Linked DNA regions of Triticum aestivum: region 2 is linked to region 1. Evidence: chromatin contacts called from public Hi-C data. All regions are on one chromosome and are shown on one strand. The core of a region is the stretch at or near the end of the contact, and the rest is flanking DNA. Distances in the headings are between cores, read along the strand shown. Region 1 holds the start of LOC123132158 (spliceosome-associated protein 130 A). Region 2 holds the start of LOC123132160 (probable histone acetyltransferase HAC-like 1).

What was found. A called contact is a pair of places that touch in the nucleus more often than the background predicts.
Region 2: a contact with region 1 is called in a Hi-C map of leaf, with 6 times the contacts expected there. The contact joins the promoter of LOC123132160 here to the promoter of LOC123132158 in region 1. A contact is called at or near these places in 2 of 5 Hi-C or Micro-C datasets (both in leaf).

Annotation. Positions count from the first base shown.
Region 1 is chr6A:78,340,795-78,344,113 of IWGSC CS RefSeq v2.1, forward strand. LOC123132158 (spliceosome-associated protein 130 A) reads left to right here and starts at 1,654. Exons shown (of 3, transcript XM_044551923.1): 1 at 1,654-3,319. The coding sequence starts at 1,763.
Region 2 is chr6A:78,875,623-78,878,941 of IWGSC CS RefSeq v2.1, forward strand. LOC123132160 (probable histone acetyltransferase HAC-like 1) reads left to right here and starts at 1,727. Exons shown (of 16, transcript XM_044551924.1): 1 at 1,727-2,434; 2 at 2,919-3,024; 3 at 3,119-3,319. The coding sequence starts at 2,226.

The DNA of each region.
Region 1 (3,319 bases), core at 404-2,903:
AGTAAGTAGATGCTGGGTTGCGACAGTGACACAAGTTTATCCTAGTTTATGCGATATTCCATAAGAAGCTGATTTGGATGCATATGTTTGATGCTATGGTTAGATTTATCTTAATTCTTCTTCCGTAGTTGCGGATGTTTGTGAGAGGGGTTAATCATAAGTAGGTTGTTTGTTCAAATAAGAACATCACCCTAGCACCGGTCCACCCATATAACAACTTACCAAAACAGTGAACACGAGTCAATGGATCATGATGAAGTTAACTAGACAAGATTCTTATGTGTCCTCGAGAACACTTTGCTCACTATAAGAAACTTTTGGCTTGTCCTTTGCAATAAAAGGTTTGGGGCCACCTTGCTGCACTTTGTTACTATTGTCACTTATCACTTGCTACGAATTATCTTGCTATCAAACTATCTGTCACAACTACTTTACAATACTTGCAAATAATACACTGCTGAAAACTGCTTATTGACTCCATCCGCTCCTTGTTGGGTTTAACACTCTTACTTATCGAAAAGACTACAATTGATCCCCTATATTTGTGGGCACTGTTCAAAAAAAATGCACCTAATCTAGCGCATACGCGCGCCTATGCGCAAGGCGCTGGCTCAACACCTCGCTTTGCCCATATGCGCCAGGAAAAGCGCTAGGCACTGCTATAGTGCTGCTATTGTTGTGCTAGGAAAAGTCTTTATCACTATTTGTAGCTGCTGCTGTTGATACTCTAGATGTAGCCTGTACTACTGCTTCAGTGCCGCTGTTGATACTCTAGATGTAGCCTGTACTACTGCTTTAGTGCTGCTGTTGATGCTTAGATGTAGCTTGTACTATCGTTATAGTACTACTTTGATACTGTAGCAGTACTGTTTAGCTATTGTAGTGAGAAATTTTGATGTGCTAGTAGATGTTGGTACTACTTCTACAATAGTGCTACATGTTACTGCTCCTTGCTTGCTACTATTTTAGATAGCAAACTGCTCTTTGTTGCCCGCATCTGTACAATCGTGTATGAAACGCCTAATTACGCCTAATCGCGTCTAAGCTAAAACAGCGCAAGTATGTGGCAAAACACATAATTAATGCGTAGCGCTTTTTCTGAACTTTGCTTGTGGGTCATCAGACACTTGTCTAGGCGAGTTTCTTTTTACCGGTCACTGACAAGGCCGTGCAGTTCGCCCGGGCGTTTGAGGGGGGTTTCGGGTGCCCGGCTGTAGATGCTCTTAGGCAATTTATGTGTTTTGGGGGGATGTTTGGATTTCCGCCAAAGTCTACCCTTTCAATTTTTTGGCTATGGCCAAAACTTTGATCCTTTTTGAATGATTGCCAACTTTTGCAATTCCAACGCTCTTCTGGCAACTCTTCTTCATTTTCCTAGTCAATGACTCAAATGTTTGTTTTTTGAGGGGCAGTCAATGACTCAATGCTAACGAACTCATGGGCAAGCAAAATCCGGTACTAGCTTGAGCATAATCGAAGCACAACCTAGGAATCCTTGTTAATAAAAGACAATTCGGGGCGCGGATTGCAAAGGGGGAGGGAGGGAGGGAGGAGCCTAAACCGGCGGTTGAGATCTTGCGCGTCAGACCCAATCCAACGCTCCAGATATCCCTCGAATCCGGTGGCATCCAAATGCTATACAGAACTCTTTCTCCCACCCCGGCCCGCTCACCGCCACTCCTAAAACCCTAGATCTCTCGCCCCTTCTCTCGCCCCTTCTCTCGCCGCCGCCGCCGCCGGAGGAGGAGGAGGAGGAGGCGCCATGTACCTCTACAGCCTGACGCTGCAGCGGGCGACGGGCGCCGTGTGCGCCGTCATCGGCAGCTTCAGCGGCCGCGACTCGAAGAAGTCGAACGCCGCGGGCTCCTCCACGCAGGAGATCGCCGTCGCCCGCGGCGGCACGCTCGACCTCCTCCGCCCGGACCCGGAGACGGGCCGCCTCCGCACGCTCCTCTCCGTCGACGTCTTCGGCGCCATCCGCTCGCTCGCCCAGTTCCGCCTCACGGGGGCCACCAAGGACTACCTCGTCGTCGGCTCCGACTCCGGCCGCCTCGTCATCCTCGAGTACTCCCCCGACCGCAACCGCTTCGACAAGGTCCACCAGGAGACCTTCGGCAAGTCCGGCTGCCGCCGCATCGTGCCCGGCCAGCTCCTCTCCGTCGACCCCAAGGGCCGGGCGCTCTGCATCGCCGCCCTCGAGAAGCAGAAGCTCGTCTACGTCCTCAACCGCGACGCCTCCGCCCGCCTCACCATCTCCTCCCCGCTTGAGGCGCACAAGTCCCACACGCTCACCTTCGCCCTCACGGCCCTCGACTGCGGATTTGACAACCCTGTCTTTGGTGCCATCGAGCTTGAGTACGGTGACTCTGACCGTGACCCCACAGGGCAGGCTGCTAGCCACGCGCAGAAGCTCCTCACCTTCTACGAGCTCGACCTGGGGCTCAATCATGTTTCCCGCAAGGTCTCCGAGCCGATTGACAATGGTGCTAATATGCTAGTGACAGTGCCTGGTGGTGCTGATGGGCCTAGCGGGCTTCTTGTTTGCTGTGACAACTTCATCCTGTACCGGAACCAGGGCCACCCGGAGGTGCGTGCTGTCATTCCACGCCGTGTTGACCTCCCGGCTGAGCGTGGCGTCCTCATAGTTGCTGCTGCGACGCACAGGCAGAAGAGCCTGTTCTTCTTCTTACTACAGACTGAGTATGGTGATATCTTTAAGGTTGACCTGGACCACCATGGTGATACTGTTAGTGAGCTCAGGATCAAATATTTTGACACCATACCTGTGGCATCTGCTATCTGTGTGCTGCGGTCAGGTTTCCTCTTTGCTGCTTCTGAGTTTGGCAACCACGCACTTTACCAATTCCGTGATATTGGCCGGGATGTGGATGTTGAGTCCTCCTCTGCGACACTGATGGAGACAGAGGAGGGGTTCCAGCCAGTGTTCTTTCAGCCGAGGGCACTCAAGAACCTTGTCCGGATTGATGAGATAGAGAGCCTCATGCCAATCATGGATATGCGTATTGCAAATTTATTCGATGAGGAAACACCCCAGGTGTACACAGCTTGCGGCCGTGGCTCACGCTCCACGCTGCGGATCCTTAGACCTGGCCTTGCCATCAGCGAGATGGCCCGATCAATGCTGCCTGCTGAGCCCATTGCTGTTTGGACTGTCAAGAAGAATATCAACGACATGTTTGACGCCTACATTGTTGTGTCCTTTGCTAATGTCACACTTGTGCTCTCAATTGGAGAGACCATTGAAGAAGTCAGCGACAGCCAGTTCCTGGACACCACTCACTCACTGGCAGTTTCGCTC
Region 2 (3,319 bases), core at 477-2,976, 530 kb after region 1:
TTTCGACCAGGGAGAGAGAGAGGTAGACATATGGGATTGATAGTGAACCCGCTAAACGCAAAACCACGGCTTCTTTTGGCAGATTGTTACAAAAAGGGGAGGTTTCTTTCCCCCCTTGCATGCATCCTTGACACGACAATACACGGCAATCTTCTTTTCCATACCAGCACGAAACCTAACCGGACACGAAAAGAATCTCATGATATGCATTGCACATCACGTTGACAATGCAACCACATCTAATAAGATCCCGATGCCCATGTTTTTACATATCCTGTTGTTAACTCACATTCGTCCAATTTATTATCCTTTTTCTGTGTTGAAGATCTAATTCCATATTAAATTGAAAAGATACAACTTCTACACACTAAAATTCACCTCAGTCCATGTTGCCATCGCTCCCACAAATAGGACCCCCCCCCCTAAAAAAGTCCACACCTTTTCGGCGCGCGCGAGAGAGGTAGACATATGGGATTGATAGTGAACCCGCTAAACGCTAAACCGCGACTTTTTTCGGCAGAAAGTTACAAAAAGGGGATGGTTTCTCCCCCTCGGCACGCATCCTTGACACCACGATACACGGCAGCCTCCTTGTCCATACTAGCACGAAACGTAACCGGACACGAAAGGAATCACACAATATGCATTGCACATCACGTTGACAATGCAACCACGTCTAGTAAGATCTTGATGCCCATGTCTTCACATATCTTGCTGTGAACTCGCATTCGTCCAATTTATTATCTTTTTTCCTCATTGAAGATCTAATCCCATATTAAATTGAAAAGATACAACTTCTACACACCAACATTCACTTCGGTCCACGCTGTCATCACTTCCGCAAATAGGACCCCCTACAGAAGTCAACGCCTTTTCAGTCAGGGAGAGAAAGAGATAGAGATAGACATACATGATTGATAGTGAACCAGCTAAACGCTAAACCGCGGCTTCTTGGGCAGAAAATACAAAAAACGCGGGGCGGTTTCATTCCCCCTACACGCATGCTTGACATCACGATACACGACAGTCTCCTTTTCCATACTAACACGAAACATAACCGGACACGAAAGGAACCGCATGATCTGTATCGCACATAACTTTGGCAACACAATCACGTCTAACAAGACCTCGACGCCTACGCCTCCGCAAACTCGCATCCGCCCAATCAACCGTTTTTGTTTTGCACCCGAAATCCAATCCCACGATAAAATAAATAAATTTAAAGAGACACAACTCATCAACACAACCAAAATCCACTTCACCCCAACCCTAGCGCCACGTCCCCAAACCGGGGCTCCTGCAAAAAGACCCCCGTCTTTCCAGCCCAAATGCAAGAACCGGGAGCGCCCCCTTCCCATTTCCCAATAGGGGCCTGTGTGCTGGTCTCTCGCTCGCCAGCATCAGCATTGGCGCACGTGCGGCAAGAAAAAAACCCGCTCGACCCGCTGCGCTGCCGCTGCAGCTGCTGACTGGACTGGGCCTGCCCTCCCTCACTCACGCCGCACGCACGCGCACCAGCAGCATATACCGGTGCGCCTTGCCGTTTTCGCCACACCACACCACACCAGACCAGATCATCCGCCCTGCGCCGCCGCGGCCCGGGCCCACCCCGCAGCGACCGCCCTCCCTCCCCACGAGTCCGCGCAGATCCGCGATTGGTCGACGTCCCACTCCTCCCTCCCCTTCCCTTCCTCCTCCTCGAGCCCTCCCCCTGCGTCGACAATTCCCCGTCCCCCGTCCCCCGCCAATCCCAAATCCCCAATCCCCCGCGCCGCCGCCCCGCTCGCCGTCGTACGGATTCCGCCCCGGCCGGCCCCCAATCGCCGTTTGCCGTGGAGGCGGGGTCCCCTCGCGGCGTCGGCAGCCCGCCCCGCGATTCTAGGGTTTCGGGCGGGGTTGCCCCAATTCGCCGGCCCGGCCCCGTGCCTCGTTCCCGCGGGTGCTTCCGTCCGCCCCGCGCGGGTCCTGATCGCTCGCGCTCGCGCTCGCGCCTGCTGCTCGCTGCCGCTCTGTCCACTGCTGCCTGATTCAGAGAGGGCTGTCTTGTCTGGTTAAATTCTCGCTGACCGACCCTCCAGCAGGAAGAAATATTGCAGCTTTCGAAGGGTTTCCGGCGCGTGGTGCCCGCCTCGGTAGGGGCTGCCGCTTCTTTCAGCTTGCTCCGCGCCACGCCGCACCTGGAATGACGTCGCCCGCGCTTGTCTGAGGCGCGGCTGCCAGCGACAATGAATGTGGGGCAGGCGGCGCACCTGTCCGGGCAGATGTCCGGGCAGGGGGCGCAGATGAATCAGGTTGTTGGCGGTGGCAGCGGTGTCGTCGGCGCTGACGGCATGCCCCTGCCCCAGCACCAGCAGATGCAGGATGGCGTGGGCCTTGTTGCCCCGGGGGTCGATCAACAGTTTGCGCTCATGCGCTCCAATATGCGCGACAAGATGTAAGCACTCCACACTGCAAACTTATTTCAGCGCCTGCTCTAAGGAAAGAAAAAAAACTTCTTTTGGTGGCTCGGCTACTTATATTTAGTAGGCGCTAGCGCGGGTGTTAATTAATTGTACTGCGTTAATGCGGCCTATCCTTATCATCAACGTTTATACGGTGAATATTTATTTTGTTCCCAAAATTATAGAGGTGATCACGCTTACTCACGCAACCAAAGTTTATGACTTTCCTTAATTAACAAGAGCCCGCATATAAATTTCGGCACTGGGGCGCAGTTGAATCACCTTCCCAACTAAAATTTTAGGTTCGCCGCCATGGCTGATGGTTCGAATCTGGTAGAAAGTATTGACATGTTTTTTTAAGCCTGATACTTGTTCGTAAATTGGCAGATATGAGTATATAGGAAGGAAGCAGACATCGAATCTGATAGAAAGTATTAACATGTTTTTTAAGCCTGATACTTGTTCGTAAATTGGCAGATATGAGTATATAGGAAGGAAGCAGACATCTGCTGACTGGAGGCGGAGGCTGCCGGAACTCGCAAAGCGGCTAGAGGAAATCTTGTTTAGAAAATTCCCAAGCAGGGTATATTTCTCTATTTCCTTTTTTCTTATTTACTTCTTGTTTGGATCTAGCAAAATTTGATCTCACAGTTCCATCATTTTGGCTGTTTGAGCAGAATGAGTACTACAATATGATGAGGCAACCAGTGGAGCCACAATTGCAGTTTGCTATCAAGGCCTTGAGTGCTCAGAACCAACTAAATCAACAAAACCAACAAATGTCAAGGCAGATGGCATCTTCCTCTGGTTATAGCACAATGATTCCAACACCTGGTATCACACAAGGTGCAAGTGGAAATTCTAGAATGTCTTATGGA